Linked DNA regions of Mus musculus: regions 2, 3 and 4 are each linked to region 1. A link is a contact called in public promoter capture Hi-C data. All regions are on one chromosome and are shown on one strand. Each heading gives the region's core, a stretch centred on a gene start, on an enhancer-like site or on the middle of the called end of the contact. The rest is flanking DNA. Distances are from core to core; before and after follow the strand shown. Region 1 holds the start of Gch1 (GTP cyclohydrolase 1). Region 2 holds the start of Atg14 (autophagy related 14). Region 3 holds the start of Cdkn3 (cyclin-dependent kinase inhibitor 3). Region 4 holds the start of Fbxo34 (F-box protein 34).

Evidence for each region. Promoter capture Hi-C pulls out the DNA fragments that hold promoters and counts their contacts. Capture Hi-C pulls out chosen DNA fragments and counts their contacts.
Region 2: a promoter capture Hi-C map of adipose tissue shows a contact between it and region 1. The contact joins the promoter of Atg14 here to the promoter of Gch1 in region 1. A contact is called at or near these places in 3 of 39 promoter capture datasets (fetal liver and liver), 2 of 115 datasets of contacts at active chromatin or transcription factors (bone marrow-derived macrophages and memory CD8 T cells) and 2 of 9 other capture datasets (adipose tissue and liver).
Region 3: a contact with region 1 is called in a promoter capture Hi-C map of pre-B cells, with 3 times the contacts expected there. The contact joins the promoter of Cdkn3 here to the promoter of Gch1 in region 1. A contact is called at or near these places in 13 of 39 promoter capture datasets (the 3T3-L1 cell line, the C10 cell line, cranial neural crest and 8 more), 1 of 484 Hi-C or Micro-C datasets (B cells), 2 of 115 datasets of contacts at active chromatin or transcription factors (bone marrow-derived macrophages and memory CD8 T cells) and 3 of 9 other capture datasets (adipose tissue, embryonic stem cells and liver).
Region 4: a promoter capture Hi-C map of liver shows a contact between it and region 1. The contact joins the promoter of Fbxo34 here to the promoter of Gch1 in region 1. A contact is called at or near these places in 4 of 39 promoter capture datasets (liver, neutrophils and pre-B cells), 2 of 484 Hi-C or Micro-C datasets (CD4 T cells and liver), 2 of 115 datasets of contacts at active chromatin or transcription factors (effector CD8 T cells and memory CD8 T cells) and 2 of 9 other capture datasets (adipose tissue and liver).

The regions. Positions count from the first base shown.
Region 1 is chr14:47,187,832-47,191,240 of GRCm38.p6, forward strand. It overlaps Gch1 (GTP cyclohydrolase 1), which reads right to left and starts at 1,582. Exons shown (of 6, transcript NM_008102.4): 1 at 1,121-1,582. The coding sequence starts at 1,436.
Region 2 is chr14:47,566,745-47,569,765 of GRCm38.p6, forward strand. It overlaps Atg14 (autophagy related 14), which reads right to left and starts at 1,690. Exons shown (of 10, transcript NM_172599.4): 1 at 1,442-1,690. The coding sequence starts at 1,662. It also overlaps the pseudogene Gm6616.
Region 3 is chr14:46,758,608-46,761,811 of GRCm38.p6, forward strand. Cdkn3 (cyclin-dependent kinase inhibitor 3) reads left to right here and starts at 1,934. Exons shown (of 8, transcript NM_001360041.1): 1 at 1,934-2,041. The coding sequence starts at 2,033.
Region 4 is chr14:47,470,758-47,473,842 of GRCm38.p6, forward strand. It overlaps Fbxo34 (F-box protein 34), which reads left to right and starts at 1,804. Exons shown (of 3, transcript NM_001146086.1): 1 at 1,804-1,960.

The DNA.
Region 1 (3,409 bases), core at 332-2,831:
TGGGGCCCCACCCTTCTCAGGCTCTGATCTCCCACCCTTCCTTTGAGGTCGAGGAAGGTTTGGCAGAAATAATTGTTCTTTCTAGGACGGGTCCCCATGCTCTCAATGCCTTCAGGAACAGACAGGATTACTACCTTTCAAAGCAGTGTGGTTTGTTTTTGGTTTTTTGTTTTTTCCGTGTGTAATGGTGGAGGCAAAGACACACGTCACAGAGATGCCCAGATGTAAACTGGAAATGAGGCCTTTGAACTCAGCCAAAGGAACCAGAGCTTCTTTTTTATAAAGGCCAACACTGCTTAACCAAATAGGCAGCAAGGCCCTGCTTTCCACTTCCTCTTCACCCTGCCTCTGTACCCACAGCAACTGCCTCGTCACTGGCTGGGAAAGACTTGATGCCAGCAGGCTCAGACTGTGGATTTTAGGCGGCGGGGGTGGAGGTGGGTGGCTAGGAGGGCAAAAGCACGGAATCCCAGGTCCAGTGAACTTCAACCATCAGAGTATCAGCGCGGGGGTGGGGTGGAGTGTCCCTTTATTCTTTGAGGGAGCAAACATTAAAGACTTTCAGCAATAATGCTAGCTCAAGAAAAGTCCACACCTCAAACTGCTAGGAAGTCCGAATCCAGAATTGTGCCAAATTTTGGTGTAAAGTCCTAAGCTAGAGTAGTTGGATGCAAATTCCAGTTCTCTGAAGTTCCCTACCCCATTACAAGTACCTAACTTTACTTGGCTCACGGGGTGTAACGGAAACCTGGCTTCACCCAAAAGCAAGACGCGTCCCATCAACAAGTGTCCACGGGATCCTTGCGGGGGGGGGGGGGAACGGTGGATGCTGCACGTGCCTAATCGCGTTCTGAGCGCTGGGGTAAGAGGGTCTCACATCCCTTCCCGCCCCGGAGTTCAGTGTAGTGGCTATGCATTCACCCTCCCCAGAGCCCTGAGTGCCAGCCAGGAGGGACCCTCGCCTCCGCCAGGTGGAGGCTCTGGGGCCACAGCTGGGACCGGGACCTGACAACTTGGCTCCCTGCGCCAAAAGTGAAGCAACTCGGGAAAGTTCCCGGAGCTGCCCACGCTTCCTGAAGCCGCCTCCTGGCGCCCAGCACACCCCGGCGCACGCACGGACCTGAGATGGTCTCCTGGTATCCCTTGGTGAAGTACTGCATGGCGGTGGCCGCCCTCCAGGGCGTCTTGAGCAGCCCCTGCCGCTGGGGGTCCTCGCCCAGCGAGAGCAGAATGGACGAGTAAGCGGCCGCCAGTTTGGGGAGGTTCACCTGGTTTTCCTCCTCGCTGCGGTGCCGCCCTGCCTTCCAGGCGTCGGCCGGCTGTGCGCCCTTGGCCTCGGGCGGCCGGGACTTCTCGGCAGGCGGGCTGGCCCCGGGCCGCGGCAGCTCCCGCTCGGAGAACCCATTGGTGCACCTGACTCCCCGCGGCTTCTCCATGGACCCGGCGCGACCGCTCCCGAGACACCCTAGGGTGCTAACAAGCGCTGCGGCTCAGCTTAGCCGGCGGCCGTAACCTGTGGCCGTCACCCGGACTGGGGCTCAGCACCTAGGGACACTCTCGGAGTCTAGGGCAGTCGCCGGCTGGGGAGCCCCGCCGCGCCTCTCTTTTTATGGCAGGGCGACTCGGCCGGCGCCGCGAGATATTTTCATTGGCCGGAGCCTCTTGCGTCATGGATCTCTCCCCGCCCCTGAGCCCCGCCCTCCTGGGTGGCCCCTAAACCCCCGCAGTTACACAAGACAAGCTTCTGGTTAGACCCCCTCGACTTATAAAAGGAAGAACTGAGTCTACAAAAAGCCAAGAATCCGGGGAGCTGGAACCTCCGAGATAGAAACACCGATTCTCCCTCACTTTCCACCGGAAAAGGGGGCGTGTTCGCAAAAATGCTGTGGTCTAGTTGCCCTGAGAAAGATGAGCTAACTAACAGGTGACCTTGCTGGGGCAGGCAGGGTGGAGCAAATATTCTGGTGATAAGCAACCTTGTGCTCTTTTTTAAATATTTTTTTTCTTTTTAGCTTTTTTTTTTCCGAGATTACAATAATTTCCTGTCTGTTTTCCCTTTCTTCCTTCCAAACCTTCCCAAATACCTTCACCCCGCCCCCCCCCACACCTTGTTCTCTTTTACATTCAGTCTCTTTTTTTAACAGTTCTTATGTATGTATGTATGTGTGTTTCTAAATATATAAATACAACTTGCTCAGTCTGGTTAATGTCTCTTGTGTGTATACATTTTCGGGGCTAATCTGGTATTGGTGTTCTCTGTCCTAGGGAAGATTACCTCAGTCTAAGCATTCCTCGGTCACCTGTGGCTCTTTGTCTAGGGTGAGGGCTCACGAGTCGTTGTCCCACACACCCTCACCCCCATCCTTGTTTATACTTCTACTGGAGTCATTCTTTTTTTTGTTTTTTTTTTTTTTGTTTTTTTTTTTTGTTTTTTCGAGACAGGGTTTCTCTGTATAGCCCTGGCTGTCCTGGAGCTCACTTTGTAGACCAGGTTGGCCTCGAACTCAGAAATCCACCTGCCTCTGCCTCCCAAGTGCTGGGTGTCATTCTTTTGTTGTGCTTTGTTTTACTTTTTGAGACCAAGTCTCACAGTGCAGCTCTGTCTGGCCTGGAGTTCTCTATGTCGACCACCAGGAAGGCCTTTAATTCAAATGATCTGCCTGCCTCACACTTCCAAACGGTGGGATTAAAAGCATGAGCCCTGCCTCTCTCCTGCTTTAAAGACTGGAGAAGTTGTGACTTGAAAATTGTTCAGTCGTTTAAAATGTATACAACACACACACCTGCCACTCTAGAAAACCCTCTGGCCTCTCTCAAGGCATGAGTTATGGTGCATGGCACTCACCGGAGTCCCCTATGCCTAGGGAGATAATAATATTTGTGAGCTGCCAGATCGCTGCTCTGCTGTTTTAACCTGCTCTGACCTTATCTTTCACAATGACTAGGGGAAGCTTGTTTTCTTTCATTACCCTGAATTTGGTGATCAGCAAGAGGACTAGGGCAGCTAGCTACACCCTCTAGCCGGACAGTGTGTACTCTGCCAAGAACTGGTCCTTGGCAAACCAACCACTGACAAGAGGGGTGCTAGAGTAATGGCTCGGCAGTTAAGAGCACTTGCTTCTCTTCCCAGCTCCCAGCACCTTCCTCAGGCAGCTCACAACCAGCTCCAAGAGATCCAATCCCCCTGACTTCTGCGGGCACTTGAAATCACATGCACAACCCCACGCACAGACACATACATAATTTTAAAAAGAATTTGTTTATTAAAACAAATACTTAAACTGGGCACACGCCTTTAATCCCAGCACTGGGGAATCTGGGGCCTATGGATCTCTGTTGAGTTCAAGGCCAGCCTGGACTCCAGAGTTCCAGGACAGCCAAGGTTACACAAAGAAGAAGCCCTGCCTTA
Region 2 (3,021 bases), core at 440-2,939, 380 kb after region 1:
AAAAATAGGAAAATGTGGGCTGGAGAGATGGCTCAGCAGTTAAGAGCACTGACTGCTATACCGAAGGTCCTGAGTTCAATTCCCAGCAACCACATGGTGGCTCACAACCATCCATAATGAGATCTGGCACCCTCTTCTGGTGTGTCTGAAGACAGCAACAGTGTACTCATATACATAAAATAAATAAATCTTAAAAATAGGAAAATGTAGAAGCTAAATATTTCATAAGACTCAACAATGAGACATTCCTATCTCCTACTTGTTTTTCTTAAAACAAAACTGGTTTAACTTTTAGAGCTATAACGTACTAAAATCATCATGTGGATCCATAAAACAGCAATGAACTTAAAAAGATGCTGTTACACCAGTATTTTCAGAAGAAAAAGAAATGAGCCCCATTCACAGGAATAATGGGGATTAAAACACCCCCAAAATTTACATGTTACATAGCCTTGCAGTTAAATGCACCCGTATATGGATCCAGGATGTCTGGGTTTTAACTGTTTGGGGCCTTGGAACAAGGCATTTACTACGTACAAGTCTCCTCAAGTAATCGGCTGGCAATAACTTGCATGGGTTGTTGTAAAAAAATAAATGCTTCAAATTTAGGACTAAAAAATTGTTTTATCTGGACATAATAGCACACACACTTTTCCCAGCGCTCAGGAAGCAGAGGCAGAAGGATCTCTCCGAGTTCCAGGCAAGTCTTATTTATATAGTGAGTTCCAGGCCACCCAGAGAGAGCTACATAGTGAGACACTGTCTCAAACAAACATACTAAAAAGTTACCTATTTCGTTATTGTTGAAACAAACGTTAGGAGTAAAAGATTCTTCAGCTAAGCATTCAGTTTTCTAATATCTTAATTCAAAAGAAAGACAAAATATTTCCTTAAACGCAGTTCTTTTAACTAAGGACTTGCAACTCAAAAACACAGTCCAGTATCCCCAGTGACAAAATCAACTTTGGGATTACAGAAGGAAGTAACCTAGTCCTGGTCCTCGTTCACAAAGAGCTGTATCCACCTGTGACACAGACAACCAAGGTTCAAGCCCTCCTAACCAATTTAGTTCTCTGCGGATTCCTTCTGTAAAATGTATTTATGTCTGAAGACGGGAAAAGGTAAAACTACGCTTCTGAATGGGAGAACTAAGACTCCTCTACACAGACTTCTCCAGAAGGACTGTATTTCCTTTCCCCAAGTACCCAAGAGGACCCTAGAGAAACTCTGGTGGGTGGTGGGGAACAGCAACCTACGTTCACCTAGCACCCACCCCCACCCTGCCACTGGCAACAAAGCGCCAGCGCAAAGCAGCTCCATTCTCTTTTCCACACTCGCAGGGCTCCTGGGCCCGGCCTAGGGTGTCCAGCCTCCAGCCTCTGGTGGCTGGGCCAGAGGAATCAGAGAAGCAGAAACAATAGGGCCGTGGCGGCCGCCGTACCTCTCCCGGTCGCGGCCGTCGAAATAGACGAAATCACCGCTCTGGACGCACTTGGCGCAAGTCAACCGCCGGCGAGTGGTGTTGCACAGAGGACACCGCTCAACAGCCACGTAAAGGCCCTCGGCGTCGTCCACCGAGTCCACCAGGTCCCGTGCTAGCGCCCGCGGCCCAAAACCAGGAGCCTCGGGCGTCCAAGATCCCTTCCCACTGGGAGACGCCATGATGATCTGAGCTCAGGGCCAGTCACGTGGGATTTTGTTTTTATCCAGGTGCATCCTGGGCTCGGAGGCGGGGCCTGAAGGCCGGGGCGGGAAAGGGGGCGGTCCAGAGGTTGGGGCTGGAGCTCAGAGGCGGAGAATCTAGGAACCAGGGATCTTCTTGTCCTACTTCCCACACTCCTTGGCGGCTGCGCAGTTCAACCCTTGGAGTGGCGCCAAACGAAGCCTCTACGTTATGCAAAATACAGTAATAAGTGCCCAAGCATTCTCAGTGAAGGTGCGGGAACAGAACAAGGGATTTCATTTCATTCATTAAGGTTACTTTTAGGTTTTGGGCTAAAACTGCAAGGAGCAAGGTTGGGAGAGAGTTGGATCTCAAACTAACTGAAGTTTGACTCACCTTCCTTCTTAAAAGCTGTGGAATTTGAAGAAAATCTTTTAACGCCTCTGCCCGACTTTGTCTTGGTTGGGGATATACTTGCTATACCTCCATAACCAGAGAGGGTTGAGCAAAAACCTCCCATAGCAGGCTAACACTCCCGACATCAGTAAAAACAAACAAACAAACAAACAAACAAACTGAAGATGTAAATCAAAGATAAATGTGGGGTTTTTTTCTTTTCTTTTCTTTTTTTTTTTTTTTTTTGAGACAGGATAGCCCTGGCTGTCCTGGAACTCACTCTGTAGACCAGGCTGACCTCGAACTCAGAAATCTGCCTGCCTCTGCCTCCCAAGTGCTGGGCGCACGCCCGGCGATAAATGTTTTTGAAATCAGCTTTTAATGGATAGTGCTTCTACGTAGCCTCCATTTCCCTCGAGTTCCAGTCCTCCTGTGGCAGCCTCGTGAGCTAACAGATTTCAAGCGTGTAATCACAGAAATCTAGCTGTAAGCACAGCCAGAAAACTGAGTTCTATTGGCTTCTGTCCTTCCCTCTCCTCTGGGTCATGTTCTAAGAGAATTTGAACTCGATAGTTAGGATTTCCTCCTAAGATTCTTCAGAAAGGATTTTCTCTTAGCGCGGGTCGCTTGCGTGTAGCAGCAGCCGCTCCGGTCACCGTCACGAGGGGCGGGCAGCGGCGGGGTCGACAGCTAGTGGGGTGCAGCGCTCGCCAGTGGTCGCGATGAGTTTACCCCTCAATCCCAAGACTTCTCTCAATGGACTGACAGGAAAGCCAGTGATGGTGAAACTTAAGTGGGGCATGGAGTACCTGGTCTCCATGGATGGCTACATGAACATGCAGCTTGCAAATACAGAAGAGTACATAGATGGGGAGCTGTCTGAACATCTAGGTGAAGTTCTAAAAAGGTGTAATAATGTCCTCTACATCAGAGGCATTGAAGAAGAAGAGGAAGATGGGGAA
Region 3 (3,204 bases), core at 684-3,183, 430 kb before region 1:
GAGAAACCCTGTCTCAAAAAACCAAAACAAACAAACAAAACAAATAAAAAACAAAAAAAAGCAAACAAATAAAAAAGACAGTACCTGTAAAGTAGCATTTCTTGCTTAGTTATTCTAACTTAATCTTCGATTTTGGATATGAGCAACCAATATGGACAGCATGAGTCTAAAATTGTTCACTGACTACAGAAAATCCCAGAGGGTCTCCATGTTATTTTGTGCACTGTACTAGCCTGCTTTATGTGTCAGCTTGACACAAGTTAGAGTCATCAGAGAGGAAGGAGTCTCAGTTGAGGATATCTGCTATGAGGCATTTTCTCAAGTAGTGATCAATGGAGGAGAGCCCAGCTCATGGTGGGTGGTGCCATCCCTGGGCTGGTGGTCCTGCCTGCTATAAGAAAACAGGCTGAGCAAGCCAGGGGAAGGAAGCCAGTAAGCAGCCCTCCTCCATGGCCTCTGCATCAGCTCCTGCTTCCAAGTTCCTGCCCTGTGTGAATTCCTATCTTGACTTCCTTCAATAATGAACAGCAATGTGCAAGTGTAAGCTAAATTAACCCTTTCTTCCCCCACTTGCTTTTTGGTCATGGTGTTTCGTTGCAGCAAGAGAAACCCTAACTAAGACATGCATTGACCTGGCTAAGCCAGGTGCTCAGATATTTAGAAAAACACTATTGTGAATATTAGGGGATGTAATTTACATTTAAGTTGGTAGACTTTGGGTAAAGCAGATTGTCTTCCAAGTTGGAAGCCTGGATATTACAAAAGCTAAGATTCTCTTAACACAAGGAGGATTCTTTAGCTTATGGTTTTCACAGTTAATTTACAGCACAGACTCTTCCTGGCCCCCACAACACTCTGCCTTTGAACTTGAACTTTGATCTGATCTTCTGAGTCAACAGCCACTAACCTCTCACTAGATTTTGAACTCACCAGCATTCCGAAGTCATTTCTTTTACACACACACACACACACACACACACACACACACACACACACACACAACTTCTATTTCTCCGAAGGATCGTGACTAATGCTATTTCTAAGTCAAATCGTGCTGTCTTCTTTCCCTAACTACTAGCCCTGTGCCCACTGACTTTGACATAAGGGTAAAAGAGGAAACTTCTGCTTTTCTCAAATTCCATGATACTATTGCTCCAGGTGACTTTCTTTCCCAAAGCCAGCTAAATGAAGACTGAAAATGGAAGGTGGGGGGGGGGGGGCAGGGGAGTTAATGGAGAGAAGATTCACCAATAAAGAGCGTGTCCTCTCAGAGAGGACCCTAGTTCAGTTCCTTGCGCCCATGTAGCAGGCTCAGAACAGTCTTATATTGGCGCTGATTAAGCCTGACAAGGTCGACCCCACCCCCAACCCCCATATCATTTTATCTCCTTTTCATACAATATTAGCACATTCCTACTTGGTGAACAGGAAGACTGATCTACACATTAACTTATGTACATCCTGGAACATCCAGAACATACAGAACATCCAATGTCAAGTATGCCTATGCTCTTTATTTAGTATTCTCCAAAGTATCTACATGACTAGATATGACAGCAATGTCAGTTTTCCCAGGGACACCTCCTATGCAAGGCTCTCCTCCACCAATTACCACGCCCTGAAAGTTAAAACAATTTAAAAGAAAATGCTCCCTATCCTGGTATCATTCAGAAATTAAGTCCAGAAAGTCTCCAAAGCGCTGGACTTGTGAGGAACCACTTCGCCTCGCTCCGCCTCTCGCCACGTCCACGCCCTCAACTGGCGGAGGGGCGGAGCCCTCCAAGCCAATCCCCTTTCTTCCGGGCCCTCCTTCCGCGCGTCTTTCAAAGACTTCCTCTGAACCAATGAGTAGTCAGAGGCTGAGCAAGGCCCCGGAGTAAGAAACAGAGCGAGGATATGATTGGTTTCTGGAACGCCCCGCGCCACCTCCTACGTGGGCGGACCAATGGACTGACGGGGGCGGGCTCTTCGCGGGCGGTGTCCTAAAGGCTGCGAGGGCGGCGGCACTGGTTACGGCGAGTGGCGACCCGCGATGAAGCCGGTGAGTGGGGCTGTCCGGGACCCGAAGGATCCTCGCCACGGGGCCAGACGCTGGACCGCCTCGGCTGCGTTGCTGGGCGGCCAGCGGTGCGATTCGCACAGTAACCGCCCTGCGCGTCGGGGAGGCTGAGTGGCAGATCTGTGGCACTGCGGTTCGCTGCCCACCTGAGGGGCCTCACGACGACCCTGCCAGAGAGGGCCAAGCCATTCAGCTTGACAGCTCAGATGCAGAGGCTGTCACGGCCGGGGTTGTGGGTGGCTTGATGCCTCAGATGCAGAGGCTGTAACGACCCCGTTTGTGAGTGACATCACGATAGCCACCCTCCCTCAGAAAGCTCAGGGCACTGCGTCTTGTTTCCTGCAGGTCAGAATCCCTGGGCCTGAGGAAGGCAGGGACGTCTAAGCCTGTTAGCATTTATCCACAGCAGGCTGAGAGGGGTGGAGTGAAAAGTCACACAAGCTTAAAATCTGGTTTTATAGGAGAAAGAAAAGGGGTCTTAGCCATGACTTGGAAGCCCCACCTGACATATCGTTTCTACCTCATAGCTGACACTCCACTTAAAGGCTTCATTTGGGTTCCGTTGTGTTTTATACCAAAGAGCAATCCAAAGAAACCGCAATCTATAATTTCAGCCAGTTATCACCTGTTCCTCCAGCAAGACCTTTCTAGAAGAGCTTGAAAGCCAAGCAGTCAGGTGGTTACTCTTGCAAGTCTTGTGTCCACTGTGTCAGCTGCCTACCGACTGCATTGTTGCCAGAGGAAGAGTGAGCTATCTGACCTCTGGTATAGAGGAACTGAACACACGTAGAGCTCGCTATTTCCTCCTCTCTTGAGATCTACCTCCTCTGGCAAGCACAAGTGAGTCCTCTGTAGTCCACTGCTGCCTGGGAAGGGGTAGATCTGGATGGATGTGGGAATCACACAGCCGCAGTCTACTTTCTCCTTTTGACATTCTTTAAAACTAATATTTTTGTATACACGTGTTGTTCAAATGTCTGATCTCAGATGGTTCCAATTAGGGAGTGGAAAGGGTTTTTTGTTTGTTTGTTTGTTTGTTTTTGTTTTTGTTTTAGAAAGGGGATGAGCAGTGTCCACTGGCTTTGTCTCTTCTGGGTCATCTCTACTGAATACACAATCCTCCACCCTTCCACCCATATTGTGTT
Region 4 (3,085 bases), core at 554-3,053, 280 kb after region 1:
TAATTTCTTAAGATGCTTTTGTTAAGTATTTTGATCATGGAAATGAGAAAGGGATACAGCCCAGGAAACCCGGTACATGCTAAGTAGCCCAGAGTGGCTTTGAACTGCCACAACCTCTTGTCTCAGCCTTCCAAATTCAGGGATTACAAATGTGTACTACCATGCTTGGCTTAGTTTTATATTTTAAAATTGCAAATTTGTGTGTGTGTGTGTGTATGGAGGGTTTTTCACATACTCCAGCCCACGCATGTGTGTGTGTGTGTGTGTGTGTGTGTGTATGTATGTGTGTGTGTGTGTGTATGTATGTGTGTATGTGTGTGTGTATTTGTGTGTGTGTGTGTATGTGTATGTGTGTGTGGTGTGTGTGTGTGTGTGTGTGTGTGTGTCTGTATGGGTGGTATTCACATACTCCGGCCCACATGTAGAGGACATCTTTTCATCCTACCAGGTGGGTCGTAGGGATTGAACTCAGGGTGTCAGGTTTAGTGTCAGTACCTTCATCTGCTGCAGCATCTCACTGGTCCTATTTCTACATTTTGATTCTTTAAGACTTCACACACACGTTTCACAAGAGGTTTTTTATTTTCTGATGTGAGGCTGTTTAAAAAATTTTGTGTGTATAGCTATTTTGCCTGCACATGTGTGCACCAGATGTGTGTCTTGGATCCCCTGGGACTGAAGTAACAGATAATTGTGAGCCACCACGAGAGTGCTGAGAATTGAACCTGGGTACTTTAGAAGAGCAGCTAGTGCTCTTAAGTGCTGAGTCTTCTTGTTGTTGTTGTTTTTTTTTTTTTTTCTTTCACTGATAAGTTTACAAGGCTCTTGTAGATTAGCAGTTTAACTTTAAAGTTTATGTACTTTCTGGTAGGTACTTCTGCCATAATTTTATGGAAAATATATTCTTTTGTAAAAATTTTTTTTATGTGTATAGTGTTTTGTCTCCGTGCATGCAGTGTTTGTGGAGGCCAGAAAAAGACGTCTGATTCCATGAGGCTGCAGTTACAGACAAGTTTCGAACCACCTTGTGGTGTGCTGGGAATTGAATTCCCCTGGAAGAGCAGCCAGTGTTCTTAACAGAGAGGACCCGCGCCCTGCTCCCGCTGATCCCAAATTTGCTTTGCCATTGAGGGTGACCATGAACCTGTGGCGCACCTGACATCACCTCCCAAACTCTGGGATTACAGATATGAAGCAACATGCCCAGTGTGTAGGACATCAGGATCAAACCCAGGGCCATGGGCTTGCTAAATAGCTCATTTTAAAAATTTGAAATAGATGAGCCGGGTGTGGTGGCACACGCCTTTAATCCCAGCGCTCGGGAGGCAGAGGCAGGCGGATTTCTGAGTTCGAGACCAGCTTGGTCTACAAAGTGAGTTCCAGGACAGCCAGGGCTATACAGAGAAACTCTGTCTCCTAAATAAATAAATAAATAAATAAATAAATAAAATAAAATAAATAAAAATAAAAATTGAAATAGAACCATACGCTAGTGGTAGAACCAAGATTAGAACCCAGACATGTTGGATATCTAACAGGGTCAAACGTATTAAGGCTTCTGGAGCACCTGGGAGTGTTAATGAACTTGTCACTCTAACTGTGCTCTAGGGTTAGGGTCCTTGTTGTGCAGTGACACTCAAACTCCCCAATCTCCCGCCACACCAGGCTTGTAGGCGCTTGTCCTGGCAGCTCCCATCTCTCCCCACAGCGCTCGCGGCCGCCCGCAGGGGGCGCTGGCGCACGCAGGCTTTGCGGCCCCGCCCCCGGGCAACCGTCGATTGGGCCGGCGCGTGATGTCACGCCGGTTTAGCCAACAAATGGGTTTCGGGGCGAGCGTTGGGCTCCGCCGCTCAGCGCTGAGCTCCTGGTCCGCCTCAGTGTCGGGGAGCGAGTCAGGCCTGCCGCCGCCGCATCGGGCTGCCGCAGCCCCGGGCCAGGCCCTGGCCCGGCAGAAGCACAGGTGGGCCGGGCGAGGGCGCGGGGCTGCGGGGCGCGGGGCAGGTGGACACCGTGGCGGCTCCCGCTGCTCCCCGCGGCAGGGCCGAACGTTGGGGGCGGGGACCGCGGCTCGCCGTGCTCGGGGTGCCGCCGCCGCAGCGTCCTCCAGAGAGCCGTCCTCGCGGCCTGGCCCCGAGGTCGTGCGCCCGGCTGCTCCCTGGGCCCGGAGTCCGGCGACCCAAGCTAGGCCGCCGCGGGTGGGCTGCGTGCGGGGCGCGGGGCTCCGGGTGTCCCCGTGCAGGTGAGCGGCGCGTCTCCTCCACCCTCCCCGGGGGGCCCTGGCGTGCGAGCCTGCGGTGGTGAGGTCACAGTGCCGAGGCTCGGCGTGCGGGTGATGTCAGGGCTCTACCGAGACAGACCGTGATGTCACTGCAGGCCCCGAGTGGCGACCTTGGCGCGCGGAAGGGCTGGGAGGACCCGCGGGGAGAAAAAGGAAGTTCGGTCCTAGCAGATTTGAACCAAAATCTTGGGATCTCGGCTTCGTACAGTTTGGATGTAATAATTGTCAGGTGCTTAAACTTCATTTCGGAGAGCATCGGTAGTAGTACAGTTTAAGGACATTCGGTTTAGATATGAGGGATCTTGGGGGTTGGGCGTGGAAGGGGTATTAGGGTGTTCACTGTGCCTTCAGGAAGCTAAACTCAGTTTGATGGTTTGATGTAGCAGTTGCTGGGAAAGGGTGCGCGGGGGCTGAACCAACTGGAGGGCTGATAATTTAGTTGGCTTTATCTTTTTTTTTTTTTTTTTTGCCAGTGATCTGCTTGTTAGCGAATGACCAAGGCAAGCAGATCTTGAATGAACTTTGTCTTGCAAAGAAGGGGAGCTTGAATCAATCCAACATTTTTCTTAAATAATAATCCCCCGATGATGTAATTTATCCTGGTGTTTCTTGCCCCCCCCTCCCCCGTTTTATCAGGGACATTTGTTTTTTTCTGTGATTATAGCTCAGCAATAAGCCTCTGCTTTGCAGCCCACCCCCACCCCAAGACTAGGCTGTAACGTAATATAACACATCTGAGGACTACCTTTGGGGTCAGGCGACTTACATTTTGTCAGTAGTGCTTCCGAATGTGAAATGATAAATTTT